Linked DNA regions of Sus scrofa: region 2 is linked to region 1. A link is a contact called in public HiChIP or PLAC-seq data. All regions are on one chromosome and are shown on one strand. Each heading gives the region's core, a stretch centred on a gene start, on an enhancer-like site or on the middle of the called end of the contact. The rest is flanking DNA. Distances are from core to core; before and after follow the strand shown. Region 1 holds the start of LOC100511862 (PWWP domain-containing protein MUM1). Region 2 holds the start of EFNA2 (ephrin-A2).

Region 1 (6,465 bases), core at 3,461-5,960:
AAAGAAAAAAAGGAAAAAGGAAAAAAAAGCACTGAGGGACTCCTCCGTGTCCTGCCACTCCCACCTGGGTCCTGGCCTCACAAAGCTTCACTCAGTTCCCAGACATGCTGCGCCTCCTGCCACCCTAGGACCTTTGCACAGTTCTCTGAGCTCTGAAAGCTTTCTCCCATCCCATTCAGACATCAGGCTTTAAGGTTAGATGTTATTTCCTTGCTCCCCACCCCCGCTCACTCCCCACCCCTCCCACCAGAGAAGGTTGTCTCTTTATTATTCTCAGAGCTCCAGGCACTTCTGTATCACATTCATCAGAACCTGTATTTAACAGTCTGCACTCTGGAGCAGGACTTCCTGTTTCAAATCTTAGCTCTACCTTAGACAAGTGACTTGCCTGTTTCTATCGCAGTTTCTTGTCTGTAAAATGGCGTGCTGGTCCTCAGTGAATCCCGTCTTCAGTGTAATCCTCTCCCCTTACATCTGAGAGGGCCTGTGACTCACTCTTTATCAAGAGAATAAGGTGGAGGAGTTCCATGGTGGCTGAGCAGGTTAAAGATCTGGTGTTGTCACCGCAGTGGCTCGGGTTGCTGCTGTTTCTCGGATCTGATCCCTGGCCTGGGAACTCCAAATGCTGTAGGGTGGCCAAAAAAAACAAACCAAACAAAACAAAACTGGCAGTGTCCATTGCTGTGCTTTTTTCAAAAAAAATTAAATTATTATTATTACTAAAGTACAGTTGATTTAAATGTTTCTTCAAGTTCAGCTGTACAGCAAAGTGACGCCATCGCACACATACAGTAGGGCCCCATTCATTCAAAATATAAGAGTCTGCATCCAAAAAACCCCCAAAAGGCCCATCCATCCCACTCCCTCCCATTTCCCCCCCAAGAGCCCCGAGTCTGCTCTCCTTGGTCATGATCTTTTCCTGTTTTTTTTTTTTTTTAGATAGGATCCTCTGTTACATATGTCACAAATAAGTGATATCATATGGTATTTGTCTTTTTCTTTCTGGCTTACTTCACTTAGTATGAGAGTCTCTAGTTCCATCCATGTTGCTGTAAATGGCATTCATTTGTCTTTTTCATGGCTGAGTAATATTCCATTGTATATATGTACCACATCTTAATCTATTCATCTGCCGATGGACATTTAGGTTGTTTCCCTGTCTTGGCTATTGTGAATAGTGCTGCAATGAACATAGGGGTTCACTTATCTTTTTCAAGGAAAGTTTTATCCAGATACATGCCCACTAAGTGTAGATCATATGGTAGTTCTATACTTGTAGTTTTCTGAGGTACGTCCATATTGTTTTCCATAGTGGTTGAACTCATTTCCATTCCCACCAACAGTGGAGGTGGGTACCTTTTCTCCCACACCCTCTCCAGCATTTGTTATTTGTTGACTTGTTAATGATCACTGTTGTGCTCTCGAGAGACTTGAGCGGCCTTGTGAGCCAGGAGAGGCTTCTGGGGAAGCAGGAATGTGGAGGGGACAGCCCTGAGAGCACTTGGAGATGCAAACCCGATAGGCCCATGCTCCTGCTGACCAGTGAACTCAATACAAGCACAGGTGTGGCCACTGGTGAGACCAGAAGAACCAGGCAGTGGCAGCCAGGGAAGACTGCAAGACTGTGAGCAAATGGCATTGGCTCTCTTAGCTCATGGGCTTTGTGGTACTTTTTTGTACAGTGAGAGCCAAAACAATAGGGCCAATTACCTACCACACTGACCTTTTAAGGTTCTTGCACTAAATAATTATAAAGCTCTTAGCGTAGCCAGCATAGAGTGTGTCAGTGGTAATTGTGATTTTATTATTTTATTTATCTAATTTTTTTAGGGCTACACATGTGGCATATGAAAGTTCCCAGGCTCGGGGTTGAATCAGAGCTGCAACTGCTGGTCTACACTACAGCCACAGCAATCCTGGATCCAACTACACCATGGATCTTCCAAGATCATGCGGATCTTCCAATTACACCATGGCTCACAGAATGCTGGATCCTTAACCCACTAAGCAAGGCCAGGGTTCTAACCCGAGTCCTCATGGATCCTAGTCAGGGTTCTTTACCGCCAAGCTACAATGGAACTCCTATTTTAATTTTTTTATGAATGTAGTTGATTTACAATGTTGTCTTCATAGTTGCGATTTTATTAAACGTCTTCTCCATCAGGCTGAGTTCCCTGAGTGCTATTTTCCTCCCTGTTGTATGCCCAGTTCCTGTCACCAACCAGTCACTCAAATATTTGTTTAAAGAATAAATCTGTACCCCAAATCATCAAGATTCACAGTTGCACAAAAGGGTCTACTTCTAAAGCAGCACAAGTGACTGGCAGAGTTGCCGAGAGAACATCCTTTAACAAGATCCATCCTTCTTGGAAGCCTGTTATGGCTTTAATTAAAATTTTCCTCTGCTTGTAAAAACGGGGGAAATTTTTTTCTCCTCTTCCACTGGAAATGCATCATAACCATTTCTCTCTTGTTACTTAAGACATTTTTAAAAATAGCATCCACCGTCTTTTAGCTCACTGCACCTCTATTGCACATACAGTGGACTTGGGATTTTTTTCCACGATGTAAATGCTGCTGCCGAAAACACTGCTGCACACACATCTTTGTGCCCATCCGATTATATCCTTATGATAAATCTCTGCAAGTGGAAATTGCGGGGTTGGAGGGTCTGAAACACTTTCAAGGCATCTGACAGATATTGTCAAGTTGCTTTCCAGAAAGGTACCAATTCACATGTCCCAGCAGCCCCGAATTATGGCTGCCCATCTCCCACCCTGTGCTGCGCCTGGGCCTGATGATTTCTTTCATCTTTGTTAATTTGATGATGGGTAAAAGCGTATTAAGTTTGTCACTGAACCATGAACCAAACCAAAGATGAAAATGTATTTACACATAAACACCTAGTGAGTCAGCGTGAACCAGAACTCAATCTGGATTTTCATTCTTTTTTTTTTTTCAGTTGTGCCCGTGGTATGTGAAAGTTTCCCAGGCAGGGATCGAACCTGTGCCACAGCAACAATTCAAGCCACAGGAGGGACAACACTGGATACCTAACCCACCGAACCACAAGGGAAGTCCTGGATGTTCTTTTGTTTTTTTCTGGTTATGCCTGTGGCATGCCGAAGTTTCTGAGTCAGGGATTGAACCCCATCCACAGCAGAGACCTGAGTCACAGCAACAGCAGTGACAAAGCCAGTTCTTTCTTTTTCTTTCTTTTTTTTTCTTCTTCTTTTTTTTTTTTTTTTTTTTTTTTTTTTTTGCTTTTTAGGGCTGCACCTGCGGCATATGGAGGGTCCCAGGCTGGGGGGGGGTCCAATCGGTGCTACATCTGCTGGCCTACGCCACAGCCACAGCCACGCAGGACCCGAGCTGCGTCTGTGACCTACACCACAGCTCATGGCAACACCAGATCCTTAGCCCACAGAGCGAGGCCTGGCCTCATGGATCCTAGTCCGGTTTGTTTCCACTGTGCCATGACAGGAGCTCCACAACACCACTTCTTACCAACCACACCACCAGGGAATGCCATGCTTTTCTAAAACGATGGAAATGGAAGGTTCCCAGTGTGGCTCAGCAGGTTAAGGACCTGACAATTGCTCTGAGGAGGTGGGTTCCATCCCTGGCCTCTCTGTGGGTTAAGGACCTGGCATTGCTGTGGCTGTGGCACAGGTGTGCAGTCATGCCTCTGATTTGATCTCTATTCCAGGAACTTCCATATGCCACAGCTGCGGCTGTAAAAAGAATTAAAAAAAAAACAGGAGTTCCCATCATGGCTCAGCAGAAAGGAATCTGACTACCATCCATGAGGACACAGGTTTGAGCCCTGGCCTCGCTCAGTGGATAAGGATCCAGCATTGCTATGAGCGATGGTCAGCTATGGTGTAGGTCGCAGACCCAGATCAGATCCCACGTTGCTATGGTGTGGGCGGGCAGCTGCAGCTCTGATTCATCTCCTAGCCTGGGAACCTCCATGTGCCTCAGGTGCAGCACTAAAAAATGTAACACGCACACACAAGAAGAAAAAAACAAAAACCGATGGAAGTAGGGCATCAAAATCTCATGTGAACTGAGACTCTAAGGTGTTGTTATCCACCTGGGGCCAAAACTGGGCGCCCCACTGGACACCTCGGTCCCCGAACTCTGGGCCCTTTGGACAAGCCTTGTGTGACCCAGAAACTTCACCATGCAGGCCGAAGGAGAGGCTGCACTCCCACTCCTGACCCCCAATTCTGCTTTCCATCACTTCCGGGGCGGCCAGGGGCGCAGGGAAAACACTCTGACGTGGGATCTCCCTGGCGCACTCCGTCTGCAAACCGACTCCGCACGAGCCACCGCAGTGGCAAAGGCGCGGCCAGCGGTTCCTGCTTCCCAGGTCACCGCCCACCGAAGTGGGCTATTGGCAAAACACCGCGGAAGGTTCTGGAAGGCTCTCGAGGCTTCCCTAGGGGCCGGGTGAGGCGGGGCGGAGACAGAGGGCAGCGCGGGCTTCACGGGCACGGGCAGGGGCCCGCGGGCGCACACGTGAACCTGCAGGACACAGCCACAGTCCTCGCCGCCCACCTCGCGCCCGTCAGTCAGTCTCGCGCGCGCCCGCGCACCCCCGCGCGTTCTCTCGTCACTTTGCTCCCCGCCGGGCGGAAGGGGCAGGGCCGCGGCGCTGGCGCTGGCGCCCATTGGTCAGAGGCGTGGGTGGGACTTGCGGCGCCAGGCTGGCTCCGCCCCCGGCCCGCGGGAGCGGCGGCGGCGGCGGCGGTGGCGGCGGTGGTGGAGGAGGTGGTGAGCGCGGGCGGGAGCGGGCGGCGGGGCCTGGGGCGGCGCGGGTGCGACCGCCGTTGGGCCGCTGCGGCCTCCTCGCCCTCCGCGCTGAGCTCCAGGGACGCCGCGTTGTGGAGGCCGGGTGCCCGGTGAGCCCGGCGGGCTGCGCCCTTCGGGTCGGCCGGGCGGGGGCAGAGGCGGCGGGGCCGGGCTTGGGGGGAGGGGCGGACCCCGAAAGAGGCTCTGTCGCGGGAGAGAGCCTCTGTTTATTGAATCCTCTTTTGCTCTCTCGTACCTGAATCTCTTTTCTGTTTGAACATCCCCTTCTGTCCCCGAACCCCATCTCAGCTCCCTGAACCCCACCTCTGTTCCCCGAGTCTCTCCTTTGCTGTCTGAACCCATTCTTTGATACCTGAACCACCATCTCTGCTCCCTGAATCCTCTCCTCTCATCCCTGCACCTTCTCCTCTTCTGCCTGAACCCCACCTCTGCTCCTTGGATCTTTCTTCTGCTACCTGAATCCCACTTCTCCTCCCTGAATGTCTCCTTTGCTGTCTGAACCCCTCCTCTGCTCCCTGAACCCCCACCTCTGCTGCCTGAATTGCTCTCTGCTGTCTCTTCTTCTGCTTGAACCCATCTCTACTTCCTGAATCTGCTGCCTTAACCCCTTCTCTGTCTCTACATTCCACCTCTGCTGCCTGAACTCCCTTCCTCTGCTAACTGGGCACACCCCCTCCCGCTGTGGTGAACCCCACTTTGCACAGATGAACCCCCCCACCTTTTCTTTTCTGTCAACAGCTAGATCAGCCTTCCCGATTGATGTCACGAACGGTCTGCAGCTGTCCCCGTCCTTTCTGGGACACAGCAGCCAGAAGAGCAGTCACTTTCCTCCAATTTTATTTTATTTTTTTGCACCGTGGTCAAATGTTAAGTCTCTCGTAACGAGGGAGGCTTGTAAGCGTTGATTGTTTAAAAACACCTCTTGTGCTGAGGACAGAGGCGGGCCTTTAGCACAGACATTATTTATTCAGGAGCCTTTTAAAAATAATCCAGACGGAGCCTTCGGGAGGGAACTTGGCTGTATTTTATCGATGAAAATAATCTAGGCGCTTTTCTAGTACCAAAGCCAGTCATTTCTTTTTGGCATTGAGCCCCTCAGTGCAAGATGATGGAATTGAACCATCTACTTGAGGACCCCCCCCCCCAACCTTTGCCCTTGAGAGTTATATCTGCCTTGAAATCGAAAGCAAACGATGTTGTAAACCACCGTGCACATTTTGTTGCAGGGCACATCGCGTCAGACCTTCAAGTACTTTGTTTGTGCCAAATCATTACCACTTGCCACATGAGTCTAAATCATGACGGATGCCAAGTATGTCCTCTGCAAATGGAAAGAGCGATTATGGCCTGCAAAGGTGACAGCCATTATTCTGTAATTTCAGGAATTAGAAATGACTTTCGGCTGACAAGTAAAATCTTTATCAGGAAATACCTAGGAGTTGCTTCAGTGAAATAATTGAGTCTGAACAGTTGGCGCTGCTATCTGTTGGCACTGATTCTCATTCCCCATTTAATGGGGTTTTGGTCGAGTGCTTACAAGGTTACACTTCCGGAAGTCAGTCTCTCTCTTTTTTTTTTCCACCCAGAAAAAAAATTCTTTAACAGAGTCAGCTATAAAAAGGCATGTAAGACTAACTGAAGGAAATC
Region 2 (7,444 bases), core at 4,618-7,117, 69 kb before region 1:
TCAGGGACCATTGGGTGCAGAGCCAATGACAGGGCCTGAGTGGGGAGTGATGGCCCATTTAATCCCAGCCTGTTGGGGGGCTCAGGCAGGGAAGCTGCTCCCCACCCCACACTTCTCACCTCCTACCCATTGCTTCTAGATATTCATGTTGGGAAGGCGGCATTTTCAGCGGCCCTGGGGGACAGACAGGAGACAGGGCCCACCGATTCTCCTGCTGGACCAGAGAGCTTGTGTGGGACCTACCTGGCCACTTGAAGCCACCTCAGCCCTCCAGATGGACAAGACTGCCCAGGATACTGGCTGGAAGTCAGAGGGGCCCTGGCAGCCCCACCCAGGACTCTGAGGTCCCCTGGCCACATTGTGACTTGTGTCAGTTGCTCTTCCTGGTGGGGATGTGGCACCCCGAGTTGAGGCCTGGTAGGTGGGAGGGCTAAGGGGTCTGTCTGGAAGTACCTAACCCCTGGGCTGGGGACAATAAAGGCAGCAGTGGTTTTGCAGCTGGTTCCAAGTTCCAGAGAGGGCCAGAGTCAGTGTCCCAGCTCTTTGGTTGGAGGTGGGGAACAGATGTGGACCCCATGTGGGCTGTAATTCTCCCATTTAATGACCACTTGACCCCATCCCCAGCTGTCCACAGGGTCCACTGAGAAATCCCAGGAAGTAGGCAGAGAGATGGGGAAGATCTACCTGACCTGCCTGGATAAAGGCCCTGCCAGTCATTGCTTCCGGGCAGAGAGAGAACTACTATTTATCCAGCAAAGCCCTTGCTTAAGGGCTCCCTGCTCCATGCTTCCTTCAGCCCGGGGCCCCTCAAAGGCCATGCCCTCTGGAATCCCCCACCTCTCCCAAACTCATACCATTACTTAGTGGGCATTTTCCAAGGCGCACCAGGCCGTGGTGAACAGGTCTGGAACTTCCTGCGGCCCGAGGACCCCTGTGCCTACCCTGCCTTTCCCCCATCAGCCTCCCGTGGCATCACTGATCAATCTGATCCCCCTTCTCAGACACCTCAGAGATATCCTGGCACTCAGCCCCCATCTCTGGTGAGTGGCTTGATGAGTTCCTCTGTGGCCATTTTTTCTAAGCAGAGTCCAGCTCTGGCCTATCTGCACACTGGGTCCTGTAAGTTTGGTGCTGGAGAATGAGCGCAGCGAGACTGGCCTGTGGCTCCCCTGGGCCTGAGGCTGCTGGACCAGTGGCTGAATTTACCAAAGGCCATGTCATTAGAAGGAGCTACCACCAGGTGTCAGCCTTGTGCCGCCCAACCTTCACCCTGCTGGCCTGTGATCCCACATGTGGCCTGAGCCAAACCTTTGTTGTACAGGTAGGCAAATAGGTCCAGCTAGGGGCCCTATTTCTCATACCTTCTGAGTCCCACCTTGTCCCCATGTCTACTGCGAAATGGCCCCAGCCTGATGCCCACTCAAGACCCATCGACCCCTGGGGCTCCTGTACCTGGCAGTCCTGCTGAGTAGTGCTGCACACACTGAGCATGGGTTCCTGCCTACTGTCACATGCAGAGTCAGCTGGTCACCCATCTCTCCAGCCGGGGTATTGGTCCCCAGTCTGCTTCCTTGCATCCTTGTCAGCACCCCCCCCTTCCCCCAGTCTGCTCGCACATCTCTTCCACCTCTGGTACCCAGCTGCCACCTCCAGGAAGTCCTCCCTAACTGCCTGGGCCCAGCCCCCTTTCTTTGGGAGGGGCCAGCAGTCAGGAAGTGAGGCAGAACCTCTGGGAGGCCCCCTGCCCCAGCTCTGGCTGCTCTCCCCATCTGTTCCCCCTCTGGGTCTATCTCCTTGCGTCTCTGCCTTTTTGTCTCTGCGTCTCTGTCTTTATCTGACTCAGAACTCCTCCCTGTTTCTCTCCATCTGTGCTGCCTCTCTCACTCAGCCTCCCTCCCTTTCCGTCTGTCCCTTTCTGTCACTCTGTCTCCCTCCGTGTCTGACCCACTGGGACACGCTTTTAGCAGGCGCGCAGACACCGTCCACGGCCCCCCCCCATCCTGTGATCTGCACCCCCTTCCCACAGCTCTGAGCGATTTCTCGAGCTTCAAAAGGCACATTAATTACTCTAATGAGGTCAGGAGAGACCCCGCGCTCTGCCATCCGGAGCCAGGAACACACCGTGTGCCCCCGCAGCCCCGCCGGCCGCCTCCTGCCCGCCCCCCTCGGGCGGGAGGGGAGCCCCGCCCGCTTGCCGGCCCCTGTGCCTGTCAGCGCCGTCAGCGCGCGCGCCCGCACCCCCGGCATTAGTGTCGAGTAATTGGCAGCCCCCGCCAAGGTTAATGCACTATTAGCAGGAAGTTCTCCGCGGCTAAAAGCCGGGAGAGGGGCCTGTCAGCACGAGATGAAAGGCCCCGGGTCCCGGCTGGCTGGAGGGCCGCGTGTGCATGTACGTGTGCGTGTGCATGCGAGCACGGGAGGGGCTTCCAGCAGCTTCCTCCACTCCGCACACGAGCACAGGCACAAAACGCGGCCGCAAGGACACGCGACACGGACAGTCACGCGTGCGGGATGGACACAACAGGAGTATGCACACACACGTGGGTGTCCAGTGCAGCCGGTCTCAAGCCCGCTCCAGGTGGGGGGCGCACAGACCCACAACCCAGCGCCCTCGAGGCCCCTCCCACCACTGCTGCTTCCCCCAACCCCGCACCAGTAGTGTCCACGGGACACGCAGCCAACCAGTACCCTCAGCAGGAGGGTGGGGCAGGTTGGGGTCTCTGGCTCCTGGGTGGCAAGACAGGACCCTGCCCCCAGCCTTGGTTCTCCACCTGGGGCATGGGGCTGGATGGGGTGGGTCAAGCAGGGTCTCCTTGGGCTCAGGAAGAGGGCAGCTTGTGGCTCTGCTGCCCCGGGCCTGCAGTGCTGGTCCAGGCCAAACGCCTTCCCTGGAGGTGGGGACACCTCCACTGGCTCTGGTGTGGCTCCTCCTTTCAGCTCACCTGGGGTCAGCAAGCAAGGGCCTCCTGTCCTCCCTGGGGGCTCACCCTCTCTGGGCAGCTTGAGCCACACCCCTGCCTCCATGCAGCCCTCAAGGTCTTTCTTGTTCCTGAACAAGTGTAGCTGTCCAAGGGCCCATGTAGACGTGGCTCCAAGAGGCTGCCAGAGCCGTGCTGCCCAGGATGGTGGCCATGACCAGTACCGCCTAGTACGCTAATGGCGACTAGCTATTTACATTTACATTAACTAAAAGGAAGTGAAGTCTACAATCTTGTTCCTCTCTGTACTGGACACATTTCACGTGCCAACAGCCACATGGAGCTGGTGGTGGTGCCTCTGTTGGACAGTGCTGATCTGGAACTTTTCCATCCTTGGGGGAAGTTCCTTTGGGCAGTAGTGGTCTAGTCCCTAGACTGGCTGTGGGAGGAGGGGGTCAGTGTTCAGGCCCTGGGACTGGGAGGGTGGAAAGGGAGGAGGGAGGGAAGGAGGGGGAAGGGAAAATGCTGGCCTGGCTGTGGAGGCTGCAGGAATCTTAGGACCTGGCTGAGATTCCAAGGTCCTGACTGGACTCTGGACACAAGAGCGGGAATTTTAATTTATTGGCAAGAGAAAGGACACGTTTGTTTGTTTATTCTCTGTGACAAGCTGTGGAACTCTCCTTGACACACACATCCCCCCAGGTGCCAGTGAGGCTGGTGCTGTTGCCTGCCCCCCAGTCCAGCTCTGACCTGGGTCAGGGGAGCCCCAGACCTGCTCTCTCTGGTGACCTTTTTTTGCCTCCTGAAACATACTTCAGACAGAGCAGGCGGCGGATTTGGTCAAGTTTTTTCTGTAATGAGAAATTTCTCCCCACATATTTTTAGCTTCCTCCAAGGCACTATGGCCTTTGGAGGTTGAGGGGGTGCTGGACACTGATCCTGAGCCCCTGGGATTCACCCTTCCGTCTGGGGCACCTGGTGATGAGTGATAGGTAGTGGGTGCGGGGCCAGGGTCAGTGGGTGAGGGTAATGGGTGATGGGTGATGTGTTGGGGTCAATGGGCAGCAGGTGACCAGTGGCGGGTAATGGGTCAGAAGCCACTGGGTTCTGGGGTTAGTGGGTAGGGGGTGCTGGGTGGGGTCAGTGGACAATAGGCAGTGGGTGCTGGCCACAGGTTAGGGGCAGGTGTGGGCCTCACTTGGGCAGAGCTTCAAGGTCAAGAGTGCAGCCCATGGTGGACTGGGACAGACACCTATGAAAGATCCTGTCCTGGGTCTGCACCTGGTGCTGAGTCAACTCTGAGTGAACTCCGACCCTGACTGAACCTTGAACCTAAGACTGACCCTGTCCCCAAAGTAAGCCTGATCTCTGACCCTTGACTCCAGCGGAAGCTTACTCCAGGATGACCCCGATCTCAGCTGACCTCCTGTGGGCTGAGCTTGGAGGCTGCAACAGCCTCCAGCGCTGGGAGGGGACAGTGGCCCCCACTGGACAGGGGTCCTGGAGGGCAACTGGGCAGCTGTCCCTGCACCTCCACCCCCTCCTTGCCCGGGGCCAGGCCATGGAGCTGGCCAGCCCTCCCCTCCAGGGCCACTCCTGGGGGAGCGGCCAGCGGGCGCAGGGAGGTTGAATGGGGGACGTGCGCCTTTGTTCCTGTCCCTGCTCCGGCTCTGACCTTGAGAGAGAGACAAGAACAGAAGGAAAACGGAGCTTCTGCTCAAATCCGCTCGGCGGCAGCGGTGGTGGCGGCTCTCGCCTTGGTGGCCCCTGCATGCAAATGAGCCGAACCACCCCGGGCCTTTGCTGGGGCATCCCCCGCCCAGTGTGCCCTTCTGGCTCCCCCAGCTCTGCAGGCCCAAGCTCTGCTGGGTGTGACATGAGACCCCTGCCGGGCTCTGAGGTCCCACAGCGTGGGAGGGGGCAGAGAGAGCTTCCAAAAGGCCTCCTTTGCAGGCAGGAACACTGGGTTGGGCCAGGCCTGGCATCCTGAGCTCACAGCCCCTCTTTCTGGGCCCAGCCGCGAGCCTCCATTGCAGAGAGCTGGCCTCCCAGAGTGGCTGCCCCATCACTCCCCCGAGAGCCAGACTAGCCAGCCTGGGCCAAACCCGACCTGAGTTGCTGGGAGCCCCAGGCCCTCAGTCCAGCAGTGTCCAGAGAGTCTTTTTAAGGCCTTGCCACGTGACCCTGGACCAGTTCTGGTCCTCTCCTGGCCTCCTGGGGCTGCCCCGTCCACCACTTGGGGGGGTAGGCTCCCACCCTCCCTTGGGACTTCAGATCTGGCCTCCTATAGTCAGAGGACCAGCAAGACCTGGAAGCTGGAACACCCCAGACCGATGGGCTGAGTTCCCTGGATGGCAGAGGACAGAGAACCTGGAGGAGGGGTAGCTGAAGCACAAGGAGGACAGACCTGGAAGGAAGAGAATGGAAGGACTCCCAGGCAGGACTCAGACCAAGCAGAGGGCTCAGTGTGGGGAGGATGACGCTCAGAGCACATGCCCACAACATGTAGGAGGTGTGGGGCTGGGATGGGTCATCTGCTGCCCTGCCTCACTGAGGTGAAGCTTACTTTGCCAGTCTCTGGCCTCTCTAGGTTCCTTCGAGGAGTTTACATAATCCATCACCCAGAAACCTTCCAGCTCTTGGCTCTCAGACCCTGTGCCAGCCCTGAGAGTGTGAAACAAACCCAGAGAGGTAAAATCTGGCTGGGCGCCACTGGCGCTTTCCAGTCAGCACTTGGTGACAGTGTACCTCCACAAACTCAGAATCTGGTGAGGCAGACAATGGCATGAGTAAGGAGAAAAATAGGCCGGGCCCCCAGTTTTTGCACACAGCCAGCACCCACAGAAGTGCCAGTTCCCTGAACAGGTCATACACTCTGGCCCCTGCCTGGTGCCCTTCCTGTCCTCTGCCCCCTCAGACTCCCCATGCTCCTGACTGCTGTTGGCCTCGACCCCACTGTAGGCTGCTGGGAATATTGGGCACCCACTATTTGTCTGGCTCCCTTAGGGAGTGAGGTCAGGATTCCTGTTTCACTTCCTAGTTGAGGAAACAGAGACTCAGAGAGGAGAAGTGACTGCCCTGGGAGACAGCAGTGGCTGTTGGCTTTGGACTTAAGGTCAGCCCCACCACAAAACTCTTCCCCAGGCTGGGTGAAGTGTCACAGCATCCCCTCGGCCTGGTTTAGGATTTTGGGGTCTGGGTTTGAATGAAGGAGGTGAGACGGGGCGAGCCATCTTTGTGCCTTCTACTCCTTGCTTGGGGCCTGGCGTTGCAGACCACTTGGTGGCTTGAATGGAGGTGAGTGAGGGACTCCGACACCCTGGGCTAGGCCCGCGTGATGACGGGGGCGCGCCCCCGCAGAGTTGGTGGCTGGGGTTGGCCCCTGCGGAGGTGGGCAGGCCGCGGTGGGGTACTCATCCGGACCATTAGACTGGGGCGGGGGTGGAGGGGCGAGGGCGCGGTTGCGGCTGGAGCCCCCCGCCCAGCCCCCGTGTGTCCGGGGCACGGCAGGAGGGGGCGCCCGCGGCCCTCCCGGCGCTCGGGCGGGACAAAGGCCGGAGCCCCAGCCCCTCCCCGGCGGGTGCGGCGGCGACGGCCCGCGCTCTCAGAGTCCGCGCGGCCGGGCCGGCGCCCGGGGCGACCCCGGCGCCCCGCCTGCCGCCGCCTGACTTCTCGGCGCCCGAGGTCGCGCGCGCCCAGGCGGGGGCGGCTGGGGATCTCCAAGCGCCGGCGCGCCCTCCTCCCGCCCGCCCTGTGCCCGCCCGCTCGGCGGCGGCGGAGGAGGCGGAGACGGCCGGCAGGCGGCGGCCAGGGGAGCGCGGCGGCCGGACCGGGGCCATGGCGCCCGCGCAGCGCCCGCTGCTGCCACTGCTGCTGCTGCTGCTGCTGCTGCCGCTGCCGCCGCCGCCGCCCTTAGCGCGCGCGGAGGACGCCGCCCGCACCAACTCGGACCGCTACGCTGTCTACTGGAACCGCAGTAACCCCAGGTGAGCGTGGCTACGGGCGGGGACCGGGCGCTGGGAGACCCCGGGAGCTCCACCTCAGCCTGGTCTCCCGCCCTGGGCACGGAGCGTCCCTGCGCGCTGCCCGCGGAGTGGGGGCTCCCGCTTCCCACGGGATCCCCCGGGAGTTCTGGCCCCCGGAGTTTGGGGGACTCCTGCTCCGCGTGCATCTCCCCCCAGGGCGCCCCACCGCCTGCAGATTTGGGAGACTGGGCGCCCGGCGTGCCCCAGAGCGCCGCCAGTCCCGGAGTTTGGGGATCCTTGCTGGCACCCTCAGAAATCGTGCAGCCCTGACTTCCCTCGCCGGACTTGGGGGACCCCATCTTCGGGCCTCTCCAGGGACCTCGTCTGGCTTTCGAGTTGGTAGAGATGCCCGGGAATCTTGTGGCTGAGCTGCACCAGGCGGTGGGGACCGTGGCGGGGAGAGGGGTGGTCCATGGGCAGGTTTCCCCGGTGGGTCCCCAGTGAACTTGGGGAAGTTAGAATATCCCTCCCTGCAGACCAGCGTCCACATTCACTCCAGCG

The links. HiChIP or PLAC-seq counts read pairs in DNA pulled down with a chosen protein or histone mark.
Region 2: an H3K27ac HiChIP or PLAC-seq map of alveolar macrophages shows a contact between it and region 1. The contact joins the promoter of EFNA2 here to the promoter of LOC100511862 in region 1. A contact is called at or near these places in 1 of 5 promoter capture datasets (fetal skeletal muscle), 4 of 47 Hi-C or Micro-C datasets (embryonic fibroblasts, epiblast stem cells and liver) and 2 of 2 datasets of contacts at active chromatin or transcription factors (alveolar macrophages and skeletal muscle).

Annotation. Positions count from the first base shown.
Region 1 is chr2:77,109,481-77,115,945 of Sscrofa11.1, reverse strand. It overlaps LOC100511862 (PWWP domain-containing protein MUM1), which reads left to right and starts at 4,710. Exons shown (of 14, transcript XM_021084240.1): 1 at 4,710-4,779; 2 at 6,045-6,173. The coding sequence starts at 6,117.
Region 2 is chr2:77,178,359-77,185,802 of Sscrofa11.1, reverse strand. EFNA2 (ephrin-A2) reads left to right here and starts at 5,867. Exons shown (of 4, transcript XM_005661390.3): 1 at 5,867-6,215. The coding sequence starts at 6,124. C2H19orf24 reads left to right here. Exons shown (of 3, transcript XM_003122989.4): 3 at 140-508. The coding sequence ends at 140. It also overlaps a transcript of CIRBP not described here.